Regions from separate parts of the Mus musculus genome. Here regions 1 and 3 are each linked to region 2. A link is a contact called in public HiChIP or PLAC-seq and promoter capture Hi-C data. All regions are on one chromosome and are shown on one strand. The core of a region is the stretch at or near the end of the contact, and the rest is flanking DNA. Distances in the headings are between cores, read along the strand shown.

Region 1 (3,835 bases), core at 68-2,567, 1.3 Mb before region 2:
GTCCCAACCTTTGTAGTCCTGCTGGTCTTCAGCAAGAGGAGTGGAAACTGGAGGGCAGTTTCTGGACGGTTTTCTAAGAAACTTCTGAATTCTATTATCTTTACAAATACAAGATGAGAAAATAATTTTTTCAATATTTTTTATTAATCTTTTTATAAAATGAAAAGAAACGCCTATGATTAAGGATGGTGGTTATGGCTGGGTGGTCTGTGGGGTTGTGTGTTTTTGGGTTTTTCCTTTTTTTTTTCTCTTTAACCTTACGTTTTGGGTTGAAACATTTTCAGATGTTGGGGGGCATCCTCATTAAAGGGTCCTTGTGCTTGCCTTCCGGGGCAGCGGTCCCCAGCAGGTGAACCGCTGCCTGCGCGCATCTGTTGGACGCCGACTGCACCCTCCTCCCTCCCCAGCCTTCGCTCTTGGGTTGTTGTGCATACTTCCCTTTACTTTGCTAATTTCAATAGTTATGTTGGTTTTACTTGAATGATTCATGTTTAGGGGAGAACAAAAAAACACCCTTAAATTTTTGTTTCAACTCCTCCTGCAAATAAAAACAATAAATGAAGTGGCAGATGTAAACGGACTGTGTTTGTTGCTTGTGTGAGTGACCCTGGGTTAATAGGTCCCATAGAATATACCATAGTTTTCGTCTCTGGGAAGAAGGACTTCTTGTTCTCAGTGGAGGCTGTGCATTCTGTGTTTTTGACTCCTCCAAGAACCAAACCTAGCTACCATGCCAGAAGTCAGGACTTTGGCTTCCTTGGTGCTGGGGCAGGGGTCAAGGCTGCAGTGAGCTGGCTCGGCCTTTATATGTTAACCCACAAGGAAGAGGTGAGCCTAGCCCAACTGGTAAACTGGGTGGACCCTAACCTTCAGACTCTTGCCAGCCCTTATTAAAAGTTGATTCTTGCTGCCTTTCCCCAAGGAGAATCTGCAGTAGTTATCAGAAATCCAACTAGGCCCCCAAGTGAGTCGAAGCTTCAGGGGGGGTTGAAGTTTGGAATATACCCGCCATAGCTTTTCAGAGACAGGAGCTAGTATCTCTATCTGGGGCCACTTTCCCAGGAATGGCCCCACCCTGGTATGTACCTCTTCCACCTTCCCCTGCAGCTAAGAACTTGCAAGCCAGAAGAGGGTGGGCCAGGAAATGTTATAAAAGACATAGAGTCTGGCCTAGGTTGGGAGACTTGGCTAAAGTAGAGCTCTTGGGGAAGCTGTTACCCCAGCCCTGGGCTGAGACCCTGGACTCCTCCTTCAAGAATTGGGGCCCAACCTGCTGAGCCAGGCCGCCCACTCCTACTACCTGGATCCTGACCTATGACTCGAGTCTCCGCCTCATCCACATCCAGTCTACCGCCTGGCGGCTTCGCCCGCCCTCCGAGCACCCAATGCCCAGCCTGACGGTCAGGCTGCGCAGGGAGCCCCAGAAGTCATGGGTATGTGTGTGGGGGTTCGGGGTGGGTTCTTCTAAACACTTTCCGAAGGGCAAAGTCCACGGACGTCCCCACAGCCTTTCTTAGCTCGCTTCCGCCCGTAGAGGTCCTGGTCCTGGCCAGATACCGAGCGCAGACGGAGGACGAGCTGAGTCTGGCTCCGGGGGACGTGATCCGGCAGGTGTGCGCGGGGCCCGCTCGGGGCTGGCTGCTTGGGGAGTTGCGGGGCCGCCGCGGTCGCTTCCCCAAGCGCCTGGTGCAGGTGAGGCCTGGTACGGGTATGGCTGCGCGGGGGAGCAGGAGCGGCCCTGGCCTCAGCCTCGGGCCTTGTGCCTAGTGCCGCCCCTATGTGATTTTCCCAGGAGATTCCGGAGGCCCTGCGGGGCGTCACCGAGTCCAGACCGCGCTTTCCGCGCCGTAGTCGCCGTGAGTCGGGCGCTGGGCCGGCGGGTGGGGCCTCACTGCCCGCGTGGAACATGACGGCTGTGGGTGGGGCACCCGCGGCTATTTTGCAGCCCCCTGATTGGCTTGAAGTACAATGCTCCGCTCGAGGGCGGGGCCTGAAGCTACTAAAGGGAGTTCTGGGGTCCAACTCTTCCCCAGTGCTGCAGACGGGGCTCCCTGCTCAGAGCTGCTTCCCTGCTTGTCTGGCCTAGGTCACCCCATCAACTCTCGGGACCCCCAAAGATGGTGCAGAGTGAACTTCAACTACAGCCCAGAGCAGGCAGACGAGCTGACGCTTCAAACTGGGGAGATTTTGGAAGTGATAAAGGAGGTGAGGGGTCCTGGGGGCACTTGGGGAGATGCTGCAGCTATTCACACAGAAGAAAGTGAAGTAAGGGTGGGGGCGATGGGAAGGGAGGCAGCTGGGGAGGATGTAGTCCTTGGGTAGAACCAAGGATGGACACCTCAGTTACTCTTGGACAGAACCAGATGCTCCCGCATCCTTCCCCTTCCCCAGATTGAGGACGGCTGGTGGCTGGGAGAGAAGAACGGGCAGTTGGGAGCCTTCCCATCCAACTTTGTGGAATTGCTGGACAGTGGGCCCCCAAGTGAGACCGTGACCCTGTGATCCCCTGGGACCAGACTCAGCAATCTTCAGCGATCTTCCCAGTGACCCTCCTGACCTCGTGACCCCTTTGGCCCCCTCCCTTGACCTAGCTAAATTAGCACCTCCCTAACACCATCGATTCTTCTTCTGCAGGCCTTGGAAATACAGACATACCGCCAATTACCCCAAATTCACAGAGGCCTCCTAAGGTAAATTGGGTCATGGTGGGCACAGCCAGCGAATTCTTTCCCCCCTGCCCCCAGAGCTGAGGATTGAACCCAGGGCCTTGGGCTTGCTAGGCAAGCGCTCTACCACTGAGCTAAATCTCCAACTCCCAGCGAATTCTTAAAATGGCTTGACACTTGTCTCATTCCCCCCTTTCTCTGCCCCCAATAGTTGAGCAACTTGACATATGACAGCCCTCCAGACTACCTGCGGACAGGTGAGCCCTCCCTCGGTACCAGATCTATGTGGGAGGTGAACTGGCTAGGTTGTTGGAGGGAGTCACTGGCTGCGGAGGGAAGGGCTACACACTAGAGTGACCTTCTTTTAGTCTCCTGCCCTGAGACCTGCAGGGTCCTATTTGACTACCAACCCGAGGCCCCAGATGAGCTGGCACTGCAGAAGGGGGACCTGGTGAAAGTTCTGAGAAAGGTATGAGAGGATTAGGAGTTACAGAAGAGTAAGGAGTGGGGCCCAGGCAAGAAGAACTTGAGCGATGCTCACCTCCCCCCACTGGCTTGTTTCCTAACCAGACAACTGAGGATAAGGGCTGGTGGGAAGGAGAATGCCAAGGCAGAAGAGGAGTTTTTCCTGACAACTTTGTCATCCCACCGCCCCCAGTGAGTATGGAGTCAGGTATGGGGAGGAGAAAGGAAAGGCAATTTAAAAAAAAAAAAAACCGGGAAACCGAGTATGGTGGTACATGCCTTTAGACCCAGCATTTGGGACACAGAGACCAGTGGATCCCTGAGTGTGAGGCCAGCCTGGTCTATAGAGCATGGATCCCTGAGTGTGAGGCCAGCCTGGTCTATAGAGCACGTTCAGGAGAACCAGAGTTACACAGCGAAGCCCTGTCTCAGAAGAGTAGGAAAAAGAAAAATCGGGGATCATGGATTTGCTAGGACACAAAATACTCTCAAAACATCTAGGGATAAGCGGAGGACATACGGCTCTGGGTTACAATGCTTCTTCAGACAGGGCCCTAGAGCCCATAAAAATGGCAAATGGGTGTGACAGCTCCTCTGTGTCTCAGGGCAAAACAGACCATAGCGGTGAGCTGTGTTTGATTGGGAGATTGATAGAAAGTGGGGTGTGGTGGCCTTTAATCCCAGCACTCGGGAGGCAGAGGCCG
Region 2 (3,876 bases), core at 643-3,142:
GCAGCTCATAACTGTCTACAACTCCATGGTCGGGAGATCTGACACCATCACCAACTCCATGGTCGGGAGATCTGACACCATCACCTAGACACACACACACACACACACACACACACACACACACACACACACGCGCGCGCGCGCAAAACAGCAATGTACATAAAATAAAAATAAATCATTAAAAAAAAGTAAGTGTCCCTAAATAACTAAGGCTGACTGAGATTTTCTTACCCTAGCCTCCTTGTCCTGGCCTTACAAGTACACCACCTGCCCCCTTCCAAGATTCATTCGGATACCCTCCTCTAACCAACACCAAATGGGTAACCTTCTCACCCATGCACCAAAGGCCCAAATTTCTGCCAGGCAATCCCATTACAGTGTTAGCCTTGTTGATTTTAAGGAAACAGCAGTTTAACCTGCTGGGGCCAATTCTCACCTCAACACTCAGAGAACTGGCCTGGGAGCTGAGGTTGGCACTAGTGAGTGCAAGTGGTCCCCCAAACATCTGGGCCAAGTCCAGCATGAAGGCATGGTCAGGAATCCGGATGCCAACAAGCTGGGAAGCAAGAAAAGAGAACGTGAGGAAGACATCGAGGGCTTGCAAGCGTCTGATTTAGATCGCAGGAAAAGGGAAAACTCTTGACTCACACGAGTAAAGGGGTTCAGGTCTTTGTTGAGCTCCTCGGAGCGCTCCATCACCAGGGTCACAGGGCCTGGGAACAGGTCTTCCAGGAGCTCCCTAGGTACTCTCACCTGACAGTACCTGCAGGCAAAGGAGCACAAATCCTCTCCAAATCACCCTGATGGACCTTTCCTGGGGACTTAAGGCAGATGCTGGAGAGGGGTCCCCTTCGCGTGTATAATGAACGAGATCTACCTGACTCTCTACTCCCTCTTCCTCGGAGTTCTGGCAGAAGACAGACTCCACAGAGTACCCTGGGCTTTAAGTCTATCCGCCTGTCTTGGGGGACAAAACCACAGCGCCGTGGCACGTGGATACAATCTCAATCCGTTTAATCATCTGGAAGGCGTTACCCCGAAACGGGCCTCCCCTCCGCCCATCACAAGGGCACCGGGAGAAGAGTGCCATGCTCGCCTAACTCAGCTTCTCGACCGACTGTCTAGAGCGGATCTTGGCGAGCCGTCAGCGCTCCCGACCAATCTCCAGTTCCGGATTCCTCCTCGGGGAGCAAGGACAAGCCCCTCCCGCGCTCGGCGGACGCCGCGGTCTCCCGAGGCTGTCACCGGAAACCCCTCCCGCGGGGCCGCCCCCAGCGGGGCCGCCTCACCTGTAGACGTCGGCCACGCGGCCCAGGCACACGGCCAGCGGCTTGGCCTCGCTGCGGCCTTTGAGGCGGTACACGCAACTCAGGGCCGCCGAGCTGCTCGCCGAGCAGGCCAGGCCGTAGAGCGTGTCGGTCGGGACCGCCACCACGGCGCCGGCGCGCAGCTCGGCCACGGCGGCCCGCAGCGCCTCGGTCCAGCCGGAGCGCTCGGGGCTCGCGGCTTCCACGGGCTCGCTCTCCGGAAGCCGCAGCAGCCGGGCCCCCGGCAGCGCCGGAGCGGGCTCAGGAGGGCGTAGGAGGCGGCAGCCGCGGCCAGAACTAGCCGGCCCGTCGCTCAACCCCATGCCGGCCGCCACGGCGGCCCTCAGCCCCGCGCACGGACGCGCCGTAGACATCCGTGCCGAGCCGCTTCCGGGAGGAAGTGACGCACGGACGCAACTTCCGGCCCGCGAGGCTCGGCCCCGCCTCCGCTCCCGGCCGCTTAAAGGGACCGCGACCCCCAGGCGACTTGAAGGAGAACGGTGGGGACGGGGCGGGGCTCGGCTTAGCGGACTCCTCGCGCGGCGCGGGGGGCGGACTGCGGAGGGGTGGTGAGCGGGTGGCACGGGCGGCGATGGAGTGGGGTCCCGGCGCAGGCTGGTCACGGGGGTGAGAGCGGGCCGGCGGGGCGGTGGGTTGGGGCCGCGACCTCGCGCCGCCTAGCGCCGGGCCCTGACGCCGTCTCTCTCCCGGGCAGGGAGGCTGCCGGCGTGGACCGTGGGAAGGCGGGGTTGGGGCTCGGCGGGAGGCCACCCCCGCAGCCGCCCCGAGATGAACGCGCCCAGCAGCTGCTGGACGCCGTGGAGCAGCGGCAGCGGCAGCTTCTGGACACCATCGCCGCCTGTGAGGAGATGCTGCGGCAGCTGGGCCGCCGGCGCCCAGAACCGGCTGGTGGCGGGGTCAGTGCCCAGTGCCCTCTCCGGGCTGGACCTGGGGAGGTGGGCGCTTCCCACTCACTGCACTGGTCTAGCTCGCGCTCCCCACCCCCACCCCGCTCCAAAGGAGGCAGGTGGAAGAGCATCCCCACCGCTTAACTTCCTTTGATCTGAGCGAGGTTTTGAAAAAGCATGGTACTGTCGAGATGCCAAGTGGCCTTATTCTTGTGGGGCCTAACTTAAGGCCTTTCCTCCGGGCTCATCCCCCCTCCCCCCTTTTCTGTTCCAACTAGAACGGTTCAGCCAAGTCTGGAGCGCCGCCCCAGCCATCTGTATCGGCCAGAGGTGGCCTTCCAAAGGATGCTGGCGATGGAGCCTCGGAGTCTTGATCATACCCTAGCCGGGCACCCTGACTTCTGTCCCTTTCCAGGGCCAGTGGCTGGACTGTGACCAACTCCCTTCACTAAAAGGGGCCAGTCTTCACGGGCAGTTGCTGGTACTTGGCCCTCAGCCTGGGATGGCAACTCTACTAGCAGCTGGGTTCACTCCCACGTCGTCCTGGCTGAAGGCAGTACTGTGCTTTGAAATGGAGCCAACAAACATCCAGTCTTGAGTACTCGGATTCAGGAAGCCAGCAGTGCTGGCCAGAGTGGTCTGGCCTGCTTTGGGGGTTCCAGGTGGTATTACATGTTCATTTCATGCTTTGGGGGCTCTCAGCCCCACAAAACACTTGAGCAGAGTCTTGATTAAAAGGAAATCTGCAGACCCTGGTGACTGACCTTTCTTTTCTGTCCCTCCAAGACTTGATGGCTGGGAGTGGGAAGAGAGTGTCAACCAGGGACAGGGATGGGAAGTAATGCCACATGTACTACCAGATTTAAATAAGCATTTAATTAAGATTTCATTAGTATTTAATATTGCTTTTTCAATTCCAAAAAGTTAAATTTTCACTTCATAGCAGATATTTTAAAGTACAATATTAAGTTTATACAAAATGAGCAATTAAGCAAACACTATTATTTCACATTCTTCAAAAATACAAATTCGTATTTATTCTTTTTAGGGGTTGGAGGTTTCTTCCTTTGGAAGTACTGAACCTGTAACGTTTTCATATCGCTCAGTGGAAGTCCGTTGTTCCCATGTTTTACATTTAAAATAAACTTGGTACTTTTACATAATTCAAATAAAACTATTTGGGACTTAAAAACTTGTCACCAAGACCACTGGCCAATGATTAGTTTGTGTTAGAAAAGAGTTTGTGGCCTTTTCTGGCTAGATCTGAGCCAGGCAACCAGAAAAGCCCGTTTTCCAGCCACCTTCCCCAAACTGCAACAGGGAATTCCCAGGAAAAGGGACTAGCTACCTGGGACTCCAACCTCAGTGACATTTTCTCCAAAGCACAACCAAAGATGCAGGCTGTTGACTCACACAGCCCTTGGGAAGCCTGAGAACACCCGCGGCAAGGGCGGGCAAGCCCCTGACTTGGCACCTCGAGGGACACGGGGATACTACAATAAACACCCCAGATTTTGGTGGAAAAAAGTTTTATGAAAACATTACCTGTTTAAAAAAAAAAAAAGTAGAAATTGCATTGAATTGAGAAAGTGACATGACATTATCACCTATTTTTGTCCCAGTGAGCCACCACCAAGGAGCAGTGTATGGTTTTTACACGC
Region 3 (3,840 bases), core at 286-2,785, 1.4 Mb before region 2:
GACTTGAGATCCCACCAATCCTTACTCCGGAAATCTCTGCATGCCCTGAAAAGCCCCGCCTCCGAATAAATCCTATATATATAACCCCTGTCCTTCGTTCACTTGCCAGGAGCAGAAACAGCCACTACTCTTCGAGTCTTTGTTCTGTACCCCAAACCCTCCCAATAAATCTGCTTTATGAGATTTGCTGCCTGGTATGGCTTTCTCATTGGAAGAAGCTAAGAAGAAAAGAAGCCATGAAGAGAAGAAGAGAAGAAAGATCAGGGCTGAGGCTCCCGAGCTGCAATGCCTCTGCTGAAGAGGCTTCCTCTCAGAGCGTAGCGGTTCCTGGGCCTTCCGAATCCCTGGATACCCTTCCTTCCATCTGAACAGGAACAGTTTCAATAGCTACAGCAGTACAGTAGCTCGTAAATGCATGACAGAAAAGGTGACGTTTGAACGCTTACATGTGCAGGATTCACTAAGGCAAGCAAGTGCAGAGAAAACCAAACTGCTCTAAAAAACCTTAGTGACCATGTGAGAAACAGCCTCGTAGTGACTTAACATCTGTAAGCTCAGCAGTCATGAATGAGGCTGAGACGAAAAGGCTGCCTTGAGTTTAGGGGACGGCCTGTGCTACCCGGTGATTTCCAGGACAGCTTGGCATACAACGGGAGATTCTGTTCTAAAAATTAAAGTTAACAAAAAACAAAAAAAAACAAAAAACAAAAACCAAGGAGAAAACACAAATCCCAGGGTTTCACTTTCCAGGACATTTGTGGTTCCACAGGTACTAATATACTTCCTGGGCCCATGTTCTTAAAAAACTTCTCTGGGCCAAGTTTGAGGCCAGCCTGCTCTACCTAGAGTATTTCAGTATACCGAGAACCCTGTCTAGAATCCCCGCTCCCCATGAAAAAAATCCCCAAACTAAAAACCTCTTTGGGCTCTTATTGCCATTAAATGGGACAGGAGGTGGCTGTAGGAGAGACCGAGATCCAACGGACTTCTGGGTCCCCTGAGATCACACTATCAAAACAACTCTTCTCCATTTTGCGTTGCGTTTTCTGGGTTCCGGGTGATCAAGTGCCTTCCTTTGTCGGGGACCTCCCAACAACTCTGTGAGGTACAAATTATGAGCCTCACTTTATACAACGATCTGTTCAAGGTCAGAAAGCAGGGGAAGGGTAAGGCACAGAACGAATGCCAAGAGGCCTGATGGCCACCAAACTAGAGACTTTCCGGGGACGTAAGCAGAAGACGAGTGGGTGGGGCTCGGGCCCTCCCTCAGTCCCCCGGAGAGGCCTCTCCAAAATGGTGGGGGCAGTGGCGTCAGCAACGCCCGGGCCCCTTCCGTCCACCTCCCTCCCTCTTCCTCAGGCCACCCAGGCGGGAGCGGGGGGAGGGGGGAACGGAGGCGCAACGCAGTCGCCCACGTGACCGCCGATCTTCGGGCGCGTGACGCAAAGCGGCGGGCCCAACGCTCGCTCTGCCTTGTGGGAAATAGAGTTCGAGAGGACGTCCGGTGAGTCAGGAGAGAGAAACCTAGGACTACATTTCCCAGGAGGTAGCGGAGCGAGGCGGTAGCCGCCGTCGTCGGAGAGCGGGGACGCGGGGCGCGCTAGCGGGCGGGGGCGAGCTTCGGGCCGGTTGTGCCGTTGCGAGATTGCAGCTGTAGTCGCTCCGGCCGGTCAAGGTGAGTGGACGCAGTTGATGGGAGTGAGGACAGCTCAGCTAATCTCTGTGTGTTGGGGTTTTCCTCTTTTCTGGGCGCCGGCTGGGCCCCGGCGAGGGTTAGGCCTAGCGTGCGGCGGCTTCCTCCACGCTCGGCCCGGGCCTGCTCCGAGCGGGCCCTGCTCCATCGGCTCCTCCCCCTCCCCGCCCTTCTCCGCTTCCCTCCGCTCCGGCCTAGTTCTCCGGGCTCCGGCCGCCTTCTCTCTGAAACAGCTTGCACACTTCTGTGCACTGTGCGGGAACGACGGCTTCCACCAACTCCATCTCCCCCCCGCCCCCCAAATCCTGTTTTACGAACCTCGTTATTTGAATTTTTTTTTTCCGGGAACTCTTGCACGCCCTTCCCCCACCAGTCTCCATTGGCCTGGTTCTGTCTTCTAGGGCCCATGTGGCTGCTAGCACACTAAATGTTAGTACTTCTTCTGTGTTTGTTTTTTTTTTAAACTTGTTTGTTCTTTTGTTTTGTTTTCTTCCTCTCTTGGCCAAAAGAGGCCTATTCCAAGTTTATTTCCTATCGGAAAAATAGTTCCCACTTTCTTCCTTTGGTTGCAAGTGAGGCCGACTTGCGTTCCTTCGGTGATTGGCGTGTGCCCTGCTGGTGAGAAGCAGTTGTGTCCCACACTTAAACAACTTTTCTCTTATTTTCTTTGCTCTTGTGATTCTTAATGGGTGGAGCGTGGCGGCGGTAGTTGGCGGCAACATTGGTGGCCCAGAAGTTGGAAGCCATCGGTGAGAGTCCTATGTTAACGAGGAGCTTGCTAATTGGATAGAAACAATATGGCAAGGACGTTATAGGACAGAGCCAAGAAAGACGGCTTTATCAGCTTTTGCGTTTAAATTTCAGTTTTTACTTTAACGTACTTAAGTTTTTTTGTTTTTTTTTTTCTTTTTCTAAAATGGCAGTGCACAACCCTGGCTACCTTTAGTGTAAATATTCAACGAAATTCACTGACGGTTAACCCCTTGTTACCGGGTATGGGAGTTTTCGATTGTGGGTCCTAAGTCGAAAGGCATGTATCCAACTGTCTTTTTTCAGATCTTTCCTAGTTTTGTTTGTGGAAATACTGTCCGTGTGTAGTCAATCCTATTATTTAGACAGCTTAGGTGTATATATTATTCTGTATAAATGTTAAAGACGGCTGGTGCCTTGAAACTTGTGGAGAAAAGTTGGTCTTTGTAGTTTTTAGTTAATTTGCAGATGTGTATCTTGAATTAATATTAGTACTTAGTGAATCAAAAAGTAATGCAGCGAGCTTGCTTTGGCAGCACACATACTAAAATTGGAACGATACAGAGAAGATTAGCAATGGCCCCTGCGCAAATGCAGCTATTTTGGCATGATTGCTTTTTTTTTTTTTTTTTTTTTTAATTTTTGTTTTGCCTAAGACAAGGTCCAGGCTGGCCTCTGAACTCTGTATGTAGCTGATACTGGCCTTGAACTCTTGAGCCTCCTACCTCTACCTTAGAGCGGCTTTTGCCCCTACACCCAACTTGTTTTTGTGTGTGTTGTTTTGTTTTTTGAAGACAGGGTCTTACTGTGTATCTCTGGTTGACCCAAGATTCCAGCCTCCCACTGCCTCGCAAAGGTGAGCCCACCACTCTGGTTTGATTACATTTTGTAAAAAGAACTGGTTGAAGGTTACTACATGTCTGGATGGCTGGGTGTGGTGGTTCTTGTCTTTAATCATAACACTCCGAGGCAATGGTAGGCAGGTTTCTGAGTTCCAGGCCAGCTAGAACTACATAGTGAGAACTTGTCTCAGGAGTGGGGTGGTGGGAGGAGGGGAGAGAGAGAGGCACAGACAGATACAGAGACAGAGAGACACACACAGAACACACTTAATACAAATATCATTTGTTTTTCAGTTCTTTTAGTACCCATGTAGGATCTCTAGTTTTAGAGATTGATTTAGTCTCTAGGTAGGGCCTCTCCTGCCTCTGTCTCTTGAGTGTTGGTGATTGCTGAGGTGAACAGTCACACTTAGTAGGATTGGTATTTTAGTCTGCAGACTAAATACAGCCCTGTTAGAAAGGGGTGCTAGTAATTGTTAGTGCTCCAGTATGCAGCATGTATCTTTGCTACCAAGTGTGGTTACTTTGGAGTTTGGATTGTTTAGTGAGATTATG

What was found. Promoter capture Hi-C pulls out the DNA fragments that hold promoters and counts their contacts. HiChIP or PLAC-seq counts read pairs in DNA pulled down with a chosen protein or histone mark.
Region 1: a promoter capture Hi-C map of hippocampal neurons shows a contact between it and region 2, with 5 times the contacts expected there. The contact joins the promoter of Sh3d21 here to the promoter of 1110065P20Rik in region 2. A contact is called at or near these places in 2 of 39 promoter capture datasets (hippocampal neurons and pre-B cells).
Region 3: a contact with region 2 is called in an H3K4me3 HiChIP or PLAC-seq map of embryonic stem cells, with 5 read pairs. The contact joins the promoter of Thrap3 here to the promoter of 1110065P20Rik in region 2. A contact is called at or near these places in 1 of 484 Hi-C or Micro-C datasets (B cells) and 1 of 115 datasets of contacts at active chromatin or transcription factors (embryonic stem cells).

What each region holds. Positions count from the first base shown.
Region 1 is chr4:126,160,823-126,164,657 of GRCm38.p6, reverse strand. It overlaps Sh3d21 (SH3 domain containing 21), which reads left to right and starts at 1,317. Exons shown (of 16, transcript NM_001162533.1): 1 at 1,317-1,433; 2 at 1,535-1,692; 3 at 1,793-1,856; 4 at 2,087-2,205; 5 at 2,392-2,482; 6 at 2,635-2,690; 7 at 2,878-2,923; 8 at 3,035-3,135; 9 at 3,237-3,323. The coding sequence starts at 1,430. It overlaps Thrap3 (thyroid hormone receptor associated protein 3), which reads left to right. Exons shown (of 12, transcript NM_001356455.1): 12 at 1-576.
Region 2 is chr4:124,848,580-124,852,455 of GRCm38.p6, reverse strand. 1110065P20Rik (RIKEN cDNA 1110065P20 gene) reads left to right here and starts at 1,892. Exons shown (of 3, transcript NM_001347196.1): 1 at 1,892-1,934; 2 at 2,023-2,224; 3 at 2,494-2,971. The coding sequence starts at 1,900. The coding sequence ends at 2,589. Mtf1 (metal response element binding transcription factor 1) reads right to left here. Exons shown (of 11, transcript NM_008636.4): 11 at 2,656-3,876. It overlaps Yrdc (yrdC domain containing (E.coli)), which reads right to left and starts at 1,697. Exons shown (of 5, transcript NM_153566.2): 1 at 1,290-1,697; 2 at 649-763; 3 at 437-556. The coding sequence starts at 1,681.
Region 3 is chr4:126,200,405-126,204,244 of GRCm38.p6, reverse strand. Thrap3 (thyroid hormone receptor associated protein 3) reads left to right here and starts at 1,535. Exons shown (of 12, transcript NM_001356455.1): 1 at 1,535-1,675. It overlaps Gm25323 (a small nuclear RNA gene), which reads left to right and starts at 2,968; the gene lies at 2,968-3,070.